Regions from separate parts of the Mus musculus genome. Here regions 2 and 3 are each linked to region 1. A link is a contact called in public Hi-C and Micro-C data. All regions are on one chromosome and are shown on one strand. The core of a region is the stretch at or near the end of the contact, and the rest is flanking DNA. Distances in the headings are between cores, read along the strand shown.

Region 1 (2,529 bases), core at 13-2,512:
CCATCTGCCCTGCCCACAAGCAACCCGCCCCAGAGCCATCTTGCTTTGCAATACCTTTCAAGTCAAGTTGCAGAGGACATCTGCCACCCACCCCTCCATGCCTATCCCAGTAAGCAAACCACAGATGGTTCCATTCCATTCTGTCTTCTCTCCCCCTCCCTCCCTCTCCTTCCCCCTGCTCATTCCCTTCCCCCAGATTTTCAGACAGGATCTCTTCCTGTTACCCTAGGTGAACTGAAACTTCACTACATAGACCCTCAAACTCACACAAAAATCTCCCTGCCTCTTCCTCCAGAGTGCTGGGATTAAAACTTCCGATAAAAAAGACATCTGTATTAGTAAAACACACCCCTGGTCTGCCTGTGAGGGTGTTTGCAGAGAGAACCAGATGTTAGGGGAAATCTGTGGCTTGATCCATCGAGGGACTCAAATTGTTACTTGTCTGTTGGGAAGAGTTGGATTGTGGAAGGGTGGGGCATGGTCAGAAGAAAGGGGTTGCCATGAAGGCTTGCCCTTAAGGTCTCTCCTGACCCTGGCTCCTTCCTGTCTCTCTGCTTCCTGGGTGCCATGATGGGAGTGGCTTTCTCCCACGGCACCCTTCCTGCTTTGTGTTCTGCCTCTCCACAGAGAGGCATAAAAACAGTAGGGCTGGAGACCCCGAGTTGAAACCTCTGACGTTGAGATCAAGTCCGGTTAAACTGTTTCTCTTGAGTTCTTGTCACGAAAGGGGAGCACGTGGGCAGCACAGCAGCAAACTGGGGTCCCGCTTCGCTTTGCATCTCTACTCAGCTTTTGCCGCAGAATTTTGTACTAATTTGATAAACTTTATGCTTGAGATGTGTGCGTGCGTGTGCTATGGTTGGGAGAGACTCTGTCCCAATTATGAGCCCACTTTTGTGTTTAAATGGTGTGAACACTAAGCAACTTTGTTCTTACAAACAAGTCCACGGAGACAAAGGGAGCTTTGTCACAGCGATTCCCAAACACACAGAGCTCCATTATCAGAAAGAATGGAAGTGGTCAGCTGACAGGCAAGGCTGTGGGCCACTGAAGCCTCTGCTTCTGTCTGCAGAGGGCTTTGTTTTATCCCTCCCCGCTCCTCACCCCCCAGCCCCCGGTGCACTGTCAGAGGTTACACTGCAGGTGGGAATCCCGGTGCAAGAGTCAGAGGGGAAGATAGAAGAGGAAAATCTAGACAGCTCAAGTCAGCCTTAGGCCTTGAAAACCGCCACCTAGTGGTCGCCAACAAAGGAGAGTGATACCACATATCGCCACCAGAGAGCGCTGTGCCACCAAAAGCACAAGGGCAGCGAGGGCACCCCTCTTTCTTGTCTACCCAACCCAATCTGCTGGAGTGCCTACACCAGAATTCTCCTCCTGGTTAGTCTCATCTGCTCTACGCTGTAGCAAAACCGCTGGATCTGGGTACCGGGTGGCGTCAGGATACCAGGAAATTCTGCCCTGGTGATATTTTCCTTAGTCAGGCTGGAACCCAAGTCTGTAAAAAGGACCCAGGATGAGGGGGCGCTGAACCCAGGCTCCTCCTCCTGAACACGATGAGCCTGTGTCCCTGCTCCAAATGATGACCACTGTCTGAAAGGGAAGTGAGAAAGCCAGGGGTAGCTCAATAACAACGTAGTTACCAAGAATCCACAAAGCAACAGGTTCCATCCCTAGCAACAAGAAGAAAAAAAAAAGTGAGGGAGCTTCAGGGTCCACAGCCCTCCCCTAACACTGGTCACACCCAAAGCAAACCCGGTAGGAGCAAGGCCATGTAGGAGCTGTGTGCCCAGCTGCTGTGGGTGAGGCTGGGCCTTGCAGGTGTTGTGAGCTCAGTAGACAGTAGATGCTGGTACTGGGGGCCTTGAGCAGAACAGGCTCCTTTCCCTGACGTTCAGAGAGACTGGAGCTTCAGGCAGGGCCCAGGTCACCTCCCCGGGCTTCAATCTGCCCATCTGCTGGGCGGGACTGTTGGTGGCTGACTCAGAAAAGTGAGCTGTCTGAGTGGCTAGGAATCCTCAAGGTGCCTGCATAGATCTGGTGCTCCAAATACAGGACACTCCTTCCTGTTCCCCAAGTTCAGGACATCATCCAGGAGGCTCTGGGTTCCATTTGTTGTAGCATCGATAAGGTCACTCCTTGATGGCTACCGTCTGACCAGGCTGAGTCCTCAGCCCAGCTTGCAGCTCTCGGCTGTGTCAGCTCCAGCTGTGGGAAGGAGGGCCCCACTCAGAGAATGGTCAATCTTGCCCTGAGAACTTGGCTGGAACTAACCAGACCTCCCTCCAGCCACTGGTTAAGCTTCTGGCTGCTCGTTAAGCTCTCTGCTCCTTCCTCCCTGGCCTAGGTAGAAACCAGCAAGGAAGTGACCTCAGTGGGTGTTTTCCTCAGAGGTACTCACTGTGAAGTCCCAATATGGACATGGGAACCAGGGGCTTTGTGACTTGAGGGGTAGAGGGTCTCTGAGTACCATCGGGGATTGAAGAGACTAATATGAGTCAGGACCAGGGATGTCCCGACCTGATTTGG
Region 2 (2,529 bases), core at 22-2,521, 390 kb after region 1:
ATGTGCTGGTGGGATGCCAGCCAAAGCTGTAAAGCCACCCCACAGCACTTCCCAGGAAGTGAGGGCGAACGAACCAGCCTGGACCGTCCACAGCCCACCAGAACCCCAGGTCCTGGGTATGAAAGAGCCACATGGCTACCCCATGTCACCAGCCGAGGAAAGGGAAAAGAAGTGTGATCCCCCACACACACCCCGTGTCTCTACCCTTTGTTCCTCAACTGAACCCAGTTGCTCCCTCAAGCCTGTATTACCTCACTGCACTCTGGGAGAAGAATTCCCTAGCCTAGTGGGTAGGTGGAAAGGACCTCCACACAGCAGACACACCAGAGGCAAGGGAATTTGCAGGCTGGAGGCCACAACACTGGTGAGAGAAATGGAGTGGGAGAGCTGGGCAAACGCCAAGCCCTGGGCGGTCTGATCTAAGCTGAAACCCAGTCAGGGCTACATTGATCAGGTCAGGAAAATTGTGTATCAGACAGCATAGAGAATGGAAATGGGCAACGTGCCAGGGGCCTACTAGACAGGGCCATGCAGGGTAGAGGAGAAGGAAGACCATGGGGTAAGACGAAAGAGAAGAGGCAGCAAGTAGGTTCAACAAATGTTTTCTGTGTGCCTACTAGGTGCCCAACGGTGTCATGTGAGATAGCTATGTATGGCCCTGTTGTTCTGGGAGACAGACACCTGGGAGCTGCGAAAGACTGAGTTGAAGAGGTTTCTTCGTGACAGCAGACTTTCTGTTAAGGCTTGAAGGAGGAGCTAGAAAGAAGGCGCAAGGAGGGTATCTGCAATTGTGGGGTTCCCCAAGAGTTCTTCCTGCCCTGATCCAAGAGTTTTCCTGCCCTGATACCCAGAGTAATCAATGGGTCTAACTGCATAAAAGTATCGATGGGCGGTCAGAAATGGAGGGCCAGTCAAATCTTCCTCAGGAAAGAGCGATTCTCTTTGCATGTCCTTCCTTGGCCATTCCGGGTTGACCGACTGGCCGTCAGGACTGCAGGAGGGCGGAGCTCAAGCTCTGAGAATCCGCTCAGGGCGGAGTCGTGAGCTCGGGGGGCGGGGCCGGGGCCGCAACGCGGGGGGCGGGGGGAGAGCGCGGAGACACGCGAGTGGGGCGGATCACCTGGCGGTAGTGCAGCGTGAAAGGCCGCAGGTAGGGCGAATGGGCACAGAGGCCCACGGCCACCCCGTCGATGCGCTCCATGGTGGCGCAGAGCAGATTCTTCCGCGGATCGAAGCCGGCGGGCGCGTCTACGCACTTCTGGGCATGCCCAGTTCACACGCGGGGCGGGCCGGGGGGCGGGGCGGAGGGCGGGCCACAGAGTCCAGGTAGCACCTGCGGGAGTGCTGCGCGCGAGGGAGGCGCTTTCAGACAAGTCCCCAAGCCAGCATAAAGGGGAAGCGAACTGAGTAGGGTGGAGAGGGCTTCGTAGTATATGAAGCCTCCAACGGGTGGAAATCAGAGGGGATCACCGGGGTAGGTCAGCTGAGCGGGAGTCTGTTTGGCCGGGGTTAGCAACAAACTCACCCCCTTCCCAAGTCTGGGGAGCCAGGGCCCCCACTGAAGCGTACAGAAGGGGAGAATAGAAGACAAATCTGAAGAGAAAAGGCTGGTGAAGGAAGGCCCCGGGAAGAGCACTAGCCACACAGAGGCTGACCTGACCCTGTTTGAGAGAAAGTGCGACTTCCTGTCTCTGTTCTTCACAAAGGCCATGTTGCTGCACACATTTCACAACAGCTGTTCAGGGCCCCAGATCTGCTCCATCACTATGTCAATCCAGATGCATCCAAAGTTCCAGGCCACTCTAGATTCAAGGAGAGAGGACTTCACTATATGGGACACATGGTTCACAGAGAGCCATTCTTAAAGACTACACACACACACACACACACACACACACATACACACACACACACACACACATCCCTCTCCTAAAGTACTGAACTTTCCAGGCTTTGGCCTGGCCACCTAGTGTCCTGGAGGTCAGAGTGACTATCAACCAAGAGCTCCTCTAGTCCCCGAAACCAAAGCCCTCAGGTGTCTTCCTTTATTTCAGAGGCCTCCTGGCAGACTTTCTCCCTAGAGTGTGTGTAGACAATAGGGACCAGTCACAGAGTTCTCACTGCTATAACCAGTAGTTCAGGCAAAGGAAGATGTTAAAGGGCCCAGTGTCACTGGCCGGGGGCTACCTGTGCTCACTGGGCCTGCCTGAGAGGAAAACAGAAAGCCCCCACAACTCTACAGATCATTGTAGGGGGAAAGTCACATTTGAATGTTAGTATAAACTGAGGTGAGTAGAGTTTCTGGGATCCCTGGGCCACAGGAAAGGGCTACCTGTGTGCAGGAGCAAGAAATATGTCTGTCCAAGGGGCTTTGGCCAGGGCCCAGAGTGGTACTGTTAGATAGCTGATCATTGTCCCCATGGGAGCAATGCAGGAGCCTGGATGGAGAGGGGTTTGTCAAAAGTGGGTGGGGTGAGGTGGGAAGGCACCATGCTGCCAATGCCCAAGACTTAGAGAAACCATCTCTGT
Region 3 (2,529 bases), core at 9-2,508, 310 kb before region 1:
CATGTGCTCAGCTTAGTCCTAGGGGTTTGTGTTCATAGGAGCTCCCCCTGGAGGGGCAAGAGACTGGAGGTGAGGCTTACTGGAGAGTTGGAGGCCAGCCTAGGCCAGCCTAATGCTCTGCTAACCATGGGGCCTGCTCCTCGGGGCTCCCACCCTAAGTGGGCAGCTTTAGGGGAGGGATGGAGAGCTGGAGGCCCCTGAAGTGAGACAAGCTCTTTGTCATACCTGTCTGGCATCTCATAGGACCCCAATGGAAGAACCGCTATCTGAACGTTCAAAGGATAAACTGAGGCTCAGAGATGGGAAGGGATCTCCCAGACCTGATGACCAGCAGGGCAGAGGTGGAGTTGGGTGTGGCTCACTTGACTTTCCATGGAGGAGACTGTGGTTATGGGTTTAGTGGGTAGAGCCTCCCAGCGGGATGGAAGGACCAGGAGAACAGGGTCTGTGGTAGCAGAAGGAGGTTAGACATGGTCAGAGCCTGTGGGGAGGCCAGGACCGTTAGAGTCTGCAGGCAGGCGGTGACCAAGGTTGATATTGGAGTAATCACTCTCTCCCTAAACCCTCCATAATTGGCATGGCGGTCTCCTGGGTCCTGTGTGGTCCCACAGTGGTGTAGGGTAGCCTTTAAGGGAGGATGGCTGAGGGTTCTGGAGGTAACTGTGTGGAAGAGGAGAGATTGTGGGGTCAGGCTGGAATTCTGTATGAGGGGGATGCGAGTGCTGTGGGGGAGGGGAGGGGGTGTGGACAGAGGGCTCCCTCTGGGGTCCTGAGGACTGGTCTAACCTTGGTCAGCCGGTGCACTCACCACCCACACACTTACAGTGCTCCCCAAGGCCTCTGGGCTAATCCTCTGATGGACTCAAGAGCCTGTGGTCCAGAGTACTCCAGACTTCATCGTCTGACCTGGGACCTGGCCAGAGAGAGGCTATCAGCAGTGTGACTGGACTGTCTGGGCGGGCCATGTCTCTCCAAGTCACTCTCAGAATTGACCTGGTATCCAGGCTCCTTAGTTAACCCTTTGTTCACTGCATTCCCAGCTGCCGCCCCCTCCCCTTACCCCCCTTGTGTCCCCTTGTGCCCCCCCCCCGCAGCCACCCCCTCCTTTCTTCTCAGTCTTTCTCCAATTAATGCTCCCCCCAACCCCAACACCTTAGAGTGGGCTCAATTATCGCCCTCACAGCAGGCCTGTCTCCCAGGCTGGTCCTGACCTCAATTTGCAGACAGCCCTTTGTCTGGCCTGTTGGCTGCCCCTAAGAAGCTGAGCCCAGTCAGGGAAGGGAGGGTGCCAGCGTGCCTCTGATTAGCTCTGGGTTGACTATAATGGTTCTGCTTGATGATGCAAATAGTGGGTACCCTGAAGACATAATTCCAGCTCTGGAAAAAAGTGTCCAAGCCAGAAGGTCCTTTGGGAGCCAGTCCTAGGCTCTGTGACTGCCCAGGGCTTTTTCTGCAGTTCCAGGAGTAGTGGTGTAGATGCTGCCCCTGCTGGACCGTGCTCAGATGCTCTGTCAGTGGCTGGCTCATACAGCTATTGTTCCTGGCTGGGCTGGGCTGGCCACCAGCTCCACCTGCCATTCCACAGCAACAGAGAGGCAGGTGGGTGGGAGCACAGTACATCTGATGTGGGACTGGTAAGGCTTAAGTCTCCCATACAAAACAAATCCCCAGCTCTGTGGCTCCTCCCACCTTGGGTTCAGGAGGGGCTTGGTGCAAACCTGCTTAAGGTGGTGTTCAGAGTCACCCACCTGCACACACCCCAGCTCTGCCCCTACCAGTGGTTGTAAATTGGGAAAAGATGTCTTCTGCAGAGAGTGTAGCCCAACGGGAGTGCTTGCCTTGCATGCAACAGACTCTGGCTCGCACTGCAGCACTGTAGTGAGAGAGAATATCTCTGAGCCCAGTGTTTCTGTCCTGAAAATGTCTCGGGTGAGCCGTTGGACAGAATGTCTTCAGAACCCCAGGCTATGTCTCCTGGGCCACTTCTCAGCCACCAGCCCCAGCTGCCTCTGCAGGTTTTTGCCAATTCAGGCCAGCTCCTCAGCTGTGGGCTCTCCTGCTCCACCCCAGAGGCCCCTTCACATTTGACACTGTGACCTCTGGATGCAGCAGGTGACCTGGCCTCTGGGGTCCCAAGCTCTTGGCATTCAATGTGACATTGGAGTGGAAGGCCCCCCTCACAGGACACAGACAGTGCTGAAGAGCAGCTACTCCAGCCCTGCTGTGTCCTAGAGTCTGGGCTGTCACCTGGGATGCAGGGCCCCCTCGGGCCAGTGTTTTAAGGGAGGCTGAGATCTGACAGCCTTGTAGAAAGCTGCCTGAGAGTTCCTTGTGTTTTTTGTTTGTTTGTTTGTTTTTTTGTTTTTTGTTTTTCCCCCGAGACAGGGTTTCTCTGTGTAGCCCTGGCTGTCCTGGAACTCACTTTGTAGACCAGGCTGGCCTTGAACTCAGAAATCCGCCTGCCTCTGCCTCCCTGCTACTGGGATTAAAGGCGTGCGCCACCACGCTGGGTGCTAGGTCACCATGGGA

What was found. Hi-C and Micro-C count contacts between places; a contact is called where the count stands out from the background.
Region 2: a Micro-C map of the G1E-ER4 cell line shows a contact between it and region 1, with 1.9 times the contacts expected there. The contact joins the promoter of Nudt14 here to the enhancer-like site in region 1. A contact is called at or near these places in 1 of 39 promoter capture datasets (neutrophils) and 1 of 484 Hi-C or Micro-C datasets (the G1E-ER4 cell line).
Region 3: a contact with region 1 is called in a Hi-C map of stem cell-derived motor neurons, with 3 times the contacts expected there. The contact joins two enhancer-like sites. A contact is called at or near these places in 1 of 15 datasets of contacts at CTCF or cohesin (embryonic stem cells), 2 of 484 Hi-C or Micro-C datasets (Sertoli cells and stem cell-derived motor neurons), 2 of 115 datasets of contacts at active chromatin or transcription factors (embryonic basal ganglia and embryonic stem cells) and 1 of 9 other capture datasets (embryonic stem cells).

The regions. Positions count from the first base shown.
Region 1 is chr12:112,550,944-112,553,472 of GRCm38.p6, forward strand. No RefSeq gene overlaps it. Among named protein-coding and RNA genes, the nearest start is that of Gm40584, 17 kb to the left of the region's middle. Within about 2 kb of position 1,263, at least 76 of the 459 cell types and tissues checked have an H3K27ac peak or open chromatin away from gene starts, as enhancers often do. A contact at or near this core is called in the G1E-ER4 cell line and stem cell-derived motor neurons, where this site is marked.
Region 2 is chr12:112,940,871-112,943,399 of GRCm38.p6, forward strand. Nudt14 (nudix (nucleoside diphosphate linked moiety X)-type motif 14) reads right to left here and starts at 1,272. Exons shown (of 5, transcript NM_025399.4): 1 at 1,121-1,272. The coding sequence starts at 1,201.
Region 3 is chr12:112,240,578-112,243,106 of GRCm38.p6, forward strand. The region is part of intron 1 of Gm36894 (a long non-coding RNA gene); the gene reads left to right. Among named protein-coding and RNA genes, the nearest start is that of Gm36894, 23 kb to the left of the region's middle. Within about 2 kb of position 1,259, at least 29 of the 459 cell types and tissues checked have an H3K27ac peak or open chromatin away from gene starts, as enhancers often do. A contact at or near this core is called in stem cell-derived motor neurons, where this site is marked.